2 separate regions of the Drosophila melanogaster genome follow, and region 2 is linked to region 1. Evidence: chromatin contacts called from public Hi-C data. All regions are on one chromosome and are shown on one strand. Each heading gives the region's core, a stretch centred on a gene start, on an enhancer-like site or on the middle of the called end of the contact. The rest is flanking DNA. Distances are from core to core; before and after follow the strand shown. Region 1 holds the start of lncRNA:CR44441 (long non-coding RNA:CR44441). Region 2 holds the start of Cadps (Calcium-dependent secretion activator).

The links. A called contact is a pair of places that touch in the nucleus more often than the background predicts.
Region 2: a contact with region 1 is called in a Hi-C map of the Kc167 cell line, with 1.8 times the contacts expected there. The contact joins the promoter of Cadps here to the promoter of lncRNA:CR44441 in region 1. A contact is called at or near these places in 2 of 107 Hi-C or Micro-C datasets (the Kc167 cell line and embryo).

The regions. Positions count from the first base shown.
Region 1 is chr4:193,237-196,594 of dm6, reverse strand. lncRNA:CR44441 (long non-coding RNA:CR44441) reads right to left here and starts at 1,863. Exons shown (of 1, transcript NR_123744.2): 1 at 695-1,863. It overlaps Abcd1 (ATP binding cassette subfamily D member 1), which reads left to right and starts at 2,766. Exons shown (of 10, transcript NM_166736.4): 1 at 2,766-3,050.
Region 2 is chr4:1,229,146-1,232,503 of dm6, reverse strand. It overlaps Cadps (Calcium-dependent secretion activator), which reads right to left and starts at 1,667. Exons shown (of 23, transcript NM_001031858.2): 1 at 1,490-1,667. It overlaps Dyrk3 (Dual-specificity tyrosine phosphorylation-regulated kinase 3), which reads left to right and starts at 1,791. Exons shown (of 7, transcript NM_001038725.2): 1 at 1,791-2,006; 2 at 2,084-2,198; 3 at 2,386-2,924; 4 at 2,989-3,358. The coding sequence starts at 2,531.

The DNA.
Region 1 (3,358 bases), core at 614-3,113:
ATATAAGTATCTTACCGTAACTTATATTGGATATTTTGACGGATTTTATATATTGCGGTTATTGTGTATGTTGGATTGAACCTGGTCGGACAATCATGTCATTTTTCTTTATTATTCATGGCTACGAATAAATAATTATACAAATCACACAATTATAACATACATACATATATAACAAGAGATAATGCTATAGTCGAGTTCCGCGACTATCAGATACCCAGCTTACTCAGCTAGTGGCAATGCGAACGTGAAATTTAATAATTTTCTGGTGTTTCTATAGATATTAGAGAATAATATGAGACAAAATTTTAATCAATTTTTTAAAAGTGCGTCCGTGACCCTTTAGGGCGTTTTATTGGTGAAAGGATAACCATGGCCACAGTGGTATATAGATAAAAATTAGCAAGACAAACAATAAAAATAAGAAAAATCTAAACATTTTCAAAAGTGTTAGACGTGGCATAATGGGCAAACTTACGCTGCGTCTATGTCTTTGGAATCTGTATGCTGAATCCCAACCTTATAGCTTTTATAGTTCCTGAGATCTCGACGTTCATACGGACAGACGGAAATGGCTAGATCGACTCGGTTATTGATCCTTATCAAGAATATATACATATACTTTACATGGTCTTAAACGCTTCCTTTTGCCCGTTACAAACTTTTCAACGAATGTAGTGTACATTTTTATTTTACGAGTAACGGGTATAAACACTGTTACTTGATATATAATTCTTTTGTAAACTAAATTTTTACTGTTAGTCGTAAAATAAATGTATATACTTGATTCCATTAAAAATATATAAGAGATATAAGTAAGCATTTCTAATAAAATAACAAATAATTTAAATTAAGAGCTAGTGAATTAATAAAAGCTGCGGCAGCAGAGGCCTTCCTCCTTGTTTACATCTAGATGGATAGAATAATCTTGTTAAGGTTACATTATAGCTGGTAGTACAGATTGACGATATAAATGTATTTAAGGATATTTAATATGTTTGTCGTTGCAGAACTGACTGATTGTCTGTTGGGTTTGGTCGAGGTAGTGCTTGTGTGTTATTAGTGTATGTCCCGAGTCTGATAAGATGATTTGTTGGATGTTTGAAACCAAGTTTTTTTCATCTTGGTTAGGTATTTCTTATTCAATAGTTGTAAGTGGTTGGCTTGTTGTATTCCAACTTGTCCTAGTATCCAAAGGAGTTTAAAATTGGTATTGAATTTTTGTAGTAGGTTGCGTGCGTGAGATATGTAGTGATCGCTGTTGTTTAGATTTTTAATAGCGGAAAGTGAGTCTGAACATATGCAGAATTTTCCTCTTTTATTTTTGTTGGTTTTTAGGGCCTATAAGGGCTAGAAGCTCTGCTGCGAAGACCGTTCGTTTGCTTTTCTGTAAAAAGTCTCCTGAAAAGTTGTGGGGTCGTGTTGCTTTCGTTGAACTTATTGAGTGTTGTGTCAATTTTGGAGAGATTGGTGTTCCAGGGAGGTAAGGACTGCGCGGGTATTTTTTGTTGTTTAAATGGTAGTTAATGGGCTTTGCTTTTTCTATTATTCGGTCTATTGCTGATTTGTATGGGGGACGTTTTGATGAGCGGTATGATTTTAATATTTTTTATGATTGGGGAGTTGTTAGCGTTGAATAAGGTTTTTGTGAGCTTTGTTATTATTAGGAAGTCCTGTCTATCTTCCAAAGCGCCAAGAGTGATAGATAGTCGAATGATTTATGTATAATATTGGCACTTATCCTAAAATGTTCACAAACTTTTGTTCAACCACTTTTTAAAGTCTTGGAAAAAACATTTTATCTTTGTGTGTTCGTATTAATATATATAGATATTACACGTTTTTTTTCATAAAATATCGATCATTGTCATAGCCCAGTTCCATTATCAAATGGTTTTTTAGCAGATGTGATAGTGAAAGTTCGTAATCGTTTGTACATTTGAGACACAGTTATATGCAACGTGCTGCCACAACTACTATGTATTATGTATAATACTATTTTTTACCTTTTATTTGTCTAAAATCTTCTTTTGTTCCTTACAGCACTTATTGTTTTAAATTATTTTCTATTTTGCGGAAACGAAAAATTATATTGTTTATGTATATACAAATTTTTGTTGTTAGTATTGCCAATATCAAAACTAACTTATTTAATATTATTAATAAATTTCATAGAATGCAAATATGAGTATATATTGCTGTTTTGCAATGAAAATTGCATTAAAATTGCGAGTGCGAGGCAGATATGCCAAACCAAAAAAGTAGCTGTTTAGGTTATTTAGGCGTTACTGTTATCGACATGTTAACTTCCAAATGAATAATTTAAACTTTTCCGGGGATCGATTTTGGTTCTGATGCTGAATGGAATATAGTAACTAGAAAAACTGAATCCTGGAATAAACGATATCTTTCCTTCTCATTATTCTCAAAGTTCTCGGTTGCTTTATTGACATTGGAGACAAAATCAACGGAAGTATTTTAGGATATGTAAATGTTAACTTTATATATTTTCAGTCATTTTTTTTGCTGTTCCAAATTGGTACAACAATACAAGAATGAAGGAAGCCATCCCTAAAAGTGTACTCACACTACAATTTGCAGGATACTTTTAAAAGGAACTTTTGTCCAATCTTTTTTAATTAAAAACAATTTTAAAGGGCCCACGTATTTTATTTCCACCGTTCCATAATTGTTACTAAGCATGTGACGCTATCTTTACGCACATAGCCACACATAAAATTTTGATTGGAAAAGTTTGAGACATTACTAAGTAAGTTACTTTTCTATTTGAAAATTAATCCAAACCTACGAAACCTGCCTTTTACAACTAATAACTCTATATATATATATATCTATTATTTTTGAAACCATCGAAAGCCATCGTAAAATGTTATTGATTATATGGACGATTAATGCCAAAATGTACGTGTTTGTATATGCGTATAAAAAAGTATGGTTATTTTTTTCAGTTTATTGACGTTTAATGTAACTGAAATGGCAAAGAACGCTTACAGCAATCCATACCTCACACATACTAACTGTGCACCTAGGTATGGCTATGTACATACTTTTACTGAAAACAACAAGCTTTAAGCTCTTGTGCAGTTCGGTCATAGCCTTAGATTCTTTCACTTGCCTGGCAGTATCCTTCGGGGACTGTCTATTCTAACAGTACAAATCGTTTATAAACATTGCCGTCAAGTAGTCATTCATAGTTTATTTTCCTGACGTATAAAATTTTCTAACAAAAAGTTGTGCAAGTAGTAGTAGCTATAAGTGTTTTTTTTTTTATTAATCTTTAGGAAAACTATAATGATTCACGAAATCAAACTGTGTATCGTACTTCAGTAAAAATCCA
Region 2 (3,358 bases), core at 418-2,917, 1.0 Mb before region 1:
TTAAAACAACGATAACTTTAGCTTGTTTCTTTTACTTATTGAAATTATACTTATAAATCGTTTGTTTACATTTATAATACGCTATTTGATGGGGAATTTAAAAAAAAGGTGAATGTATGCCTTATAACTTAGAACAAAAATAACCATAGTTGATGGGTTTTCAAACGAATTCTTATTTTCGCTAAGTTAAAAAAACCTTTTATTTTTATTTGTAACACACCACCATCTGAAATATGTATATATTTGTTCACCACCACCCTTAAGGGTTGAAGAATAGAGCAATTTCTTTGGGAAGGTTAATTGCTTCAAATACCTTAAATATTAGATTTATGCTTGTCGTTCGGTAATGTATGGTGCTTATAATATAGCTTTAAATTATGAACAAACTTTATCACTATTTATATGAATTCGAGTTACACGATAACAAAACTTTGAATTCATTTACTATGTGAATGACAAACGAAATTCATAGTATAATTATTGACAAAAATATAAGTTTTTTATGTATTTTCAAGGCGACATCAGGTTTATTTCACAAATTATCTACTTCTATTTATACAGTTCTCTATTTTCACATATGAATAAATGGATTTCCGTTTGAAGAATAGTTAAGTTGGAGAAGCAAAAAAAATCGATGGAACTATCGATAACTTCGATGGTGGTAACCTTAGCACTCCCGTTACAACTACTGTTTTCGACGATTTGGTTGATGATTTGCAGAAGTTTCTGATTTTCAATAATTTAAGTAAAGCAGGACTGTCTGAAACACAATTAGATTTAAATTATGCCTAAATTTTGTAGTTGAAGGGATTCTTAAAATACTTTTTATTTTGGTTAAGATGAATTTCTTAATAACTATTTGATAAACGTTTTGGAAATTATATCTACCTTAGTTTATTTAGTTCAAAGAAATGGAATATTTTTTACAGATCAATAGAAACTGTCAAGACAAATAAAAACGTGGTGGAACTCCATAGTCAACTCGTTACTTATATAAAAATTAAAACAGAAAACAGTTAAATCTTTAAAAAATTAATCTGAGTCAAAAGTTAGTTTCTGGACTATATGCATTGCATTTGACTGTTTTACTGCCCGCCATGCTTGACAAAATAGCATTCGAGTCATAAAACACTATAAACAATGAGCACAAAACATTGATACTAGGACATTAGAGACTTGCCTTGATTTAACTTATACATATTTGTTGGCAAATCGATAGAAATATTCACAACAAATAATGATTTGATAAATATTAAGTAAAGTATTTGTCCTAAAACAACAGCTCTTTCGCCCATTCGTAAAAATTAACCCTAATGACATAATGATCATTATAAGCGAATAACAACGCTTTCTTAGGGCCATGCATGAATGATCTAAACTAAAAAAATGTTATACGACCTTTTTAAAATCATAATAGTAAAATGGGAAAACAGGAATAAATATTCCCATGAATTATATATGTATGTTACAATACCACACGTGTTCTTACGATTTGACTCGCATTATATGGGCAAACGATTGCCCTGCAAATTATATATAAAGTCGATTTCCGCTCGAAAACGGTCCGGTGGACTAAGTATTGATTTATTCAATTTTCGTCACAAACTTTGATATTAGAGCTGTTGTATGCTAAGTGGTTCCTATGTTTGAGTTGCGAAACAAGTTCTAAAGAACTTTATTCTGGACCACCGAAGTCATTTTATATGGTACTCCGTTGATTATGGTTATAAAACGTGCTTCAAACGCTATTGTGAGTACATGTGAGCCAGGTGGCATGTTAAAACTGTTTTAACACGGTCACACTGTTCTTCTCTTTGTTCGGGTCGCTTTGAAAATTGTGTATTCAAATGAAATTGTACGATAAACAAATATCTGGTTTTACCTATTTGTAAAGTATACAATACAAATCATTGCAATACATCAAATATTATAGCTCTCGGTTAATGTTTAATCAAACTGTTCTGATACAGTCTTCATCGATGTGCAATATTTGTACATATATGTATGTATGTACATGGACATAAACTCAATTAAGTGTTGACAATATACTTATTAAGGTATTATTATATTTAATTAATTAAAGGTATAGCAATACAAAAATAATAAATTTAAGCACAAGTGCCGAAGTTTATAACCTCAATATATATTACTATTTATTTTGGCTGTGCCTTTCAACTGTTCGTTATGTATATGCAGATGTAAGTACATATATACAAACTATTTACACAAATAAAAAGTATTTAGAAAAAACCAAGATCGGAAAGTTAAAAAACAAAATCAATTTTGATACGATAATAGGATATTTTTTTAAAGTAGAGTGCATTGCCGACTAAAATGTATATTAAGGCACACAATCGTTATTAAACCAAATATTTCTTATTCCAGTTGCGGCAAACTAGTTTAATGAAAACTGTGTTGTTATAAAACACATTAAATAATTCTGTATCCTGGGAACACCCGAAATGTAATAAACTAATTTATAACAATCTACATAAAATCGGATTTAATAACTACCATAAACAAGCGCACTATGGTCGGTTCTCAAGAAAAAAAAAACAATCATATCGAATTATCTGAAACACCCGCAACAGACAAAAATAATTTAAACACAACTCATCTGGAAAACACACAACTCTCAAAAGCACTTTCACCTCCTACATCACTACCTCAGATACAAATTCAGATGATTAACCAAAATTTAACACATACTGGTATCGCTCAAAATAATACTGAAAAAGCCAACCGTCATCAATACCGGGACAGTGGATTACAATATTTAACCCGATGCTTTGAACCATTGGCAATGCTCAATGATAGTAAAGAAGACTTTCCCACGCAGCCATCAAATAATATTGCCAATTACCCTGGAGATATTCAAATTTTACCCATTTTCGATTGCTGCGAAATTTCAGAGTCTATTCAAGGTAAAAAATTTTTTGTCACTAATAAGTATTTAAATGATCCTTTTAATTAAATTAAAAATTATAGCAATATCGTTGCCTAATGTAACATCTCCATCAAAGACAAAAGATGTTCCTGGGTTGTTTTTGCGTACGATTTCGGAAAATTCGAAATCAAAGTCGGAACCCGAATGTGAATCGCTAATTTCAGTCAAAGAATCTTCTGTAATGGAAAACCACACCTTTTTATTTCACGAACAAATTATTATGTCTGGCCAACAAAAATGTGAATTACACGAGAAACCGAAGGTTCTGGTAGTTTCCCCACAACAAGTAATGATTTTATATATGAATAAACTAACTCCATACGAGCGAACAGAAATACTAACTTATCCGCAGATATATTTTATTGGCGCCAACGCTAAGAAGCGCCCAGGAGTCTATGGCCCAAATAATTC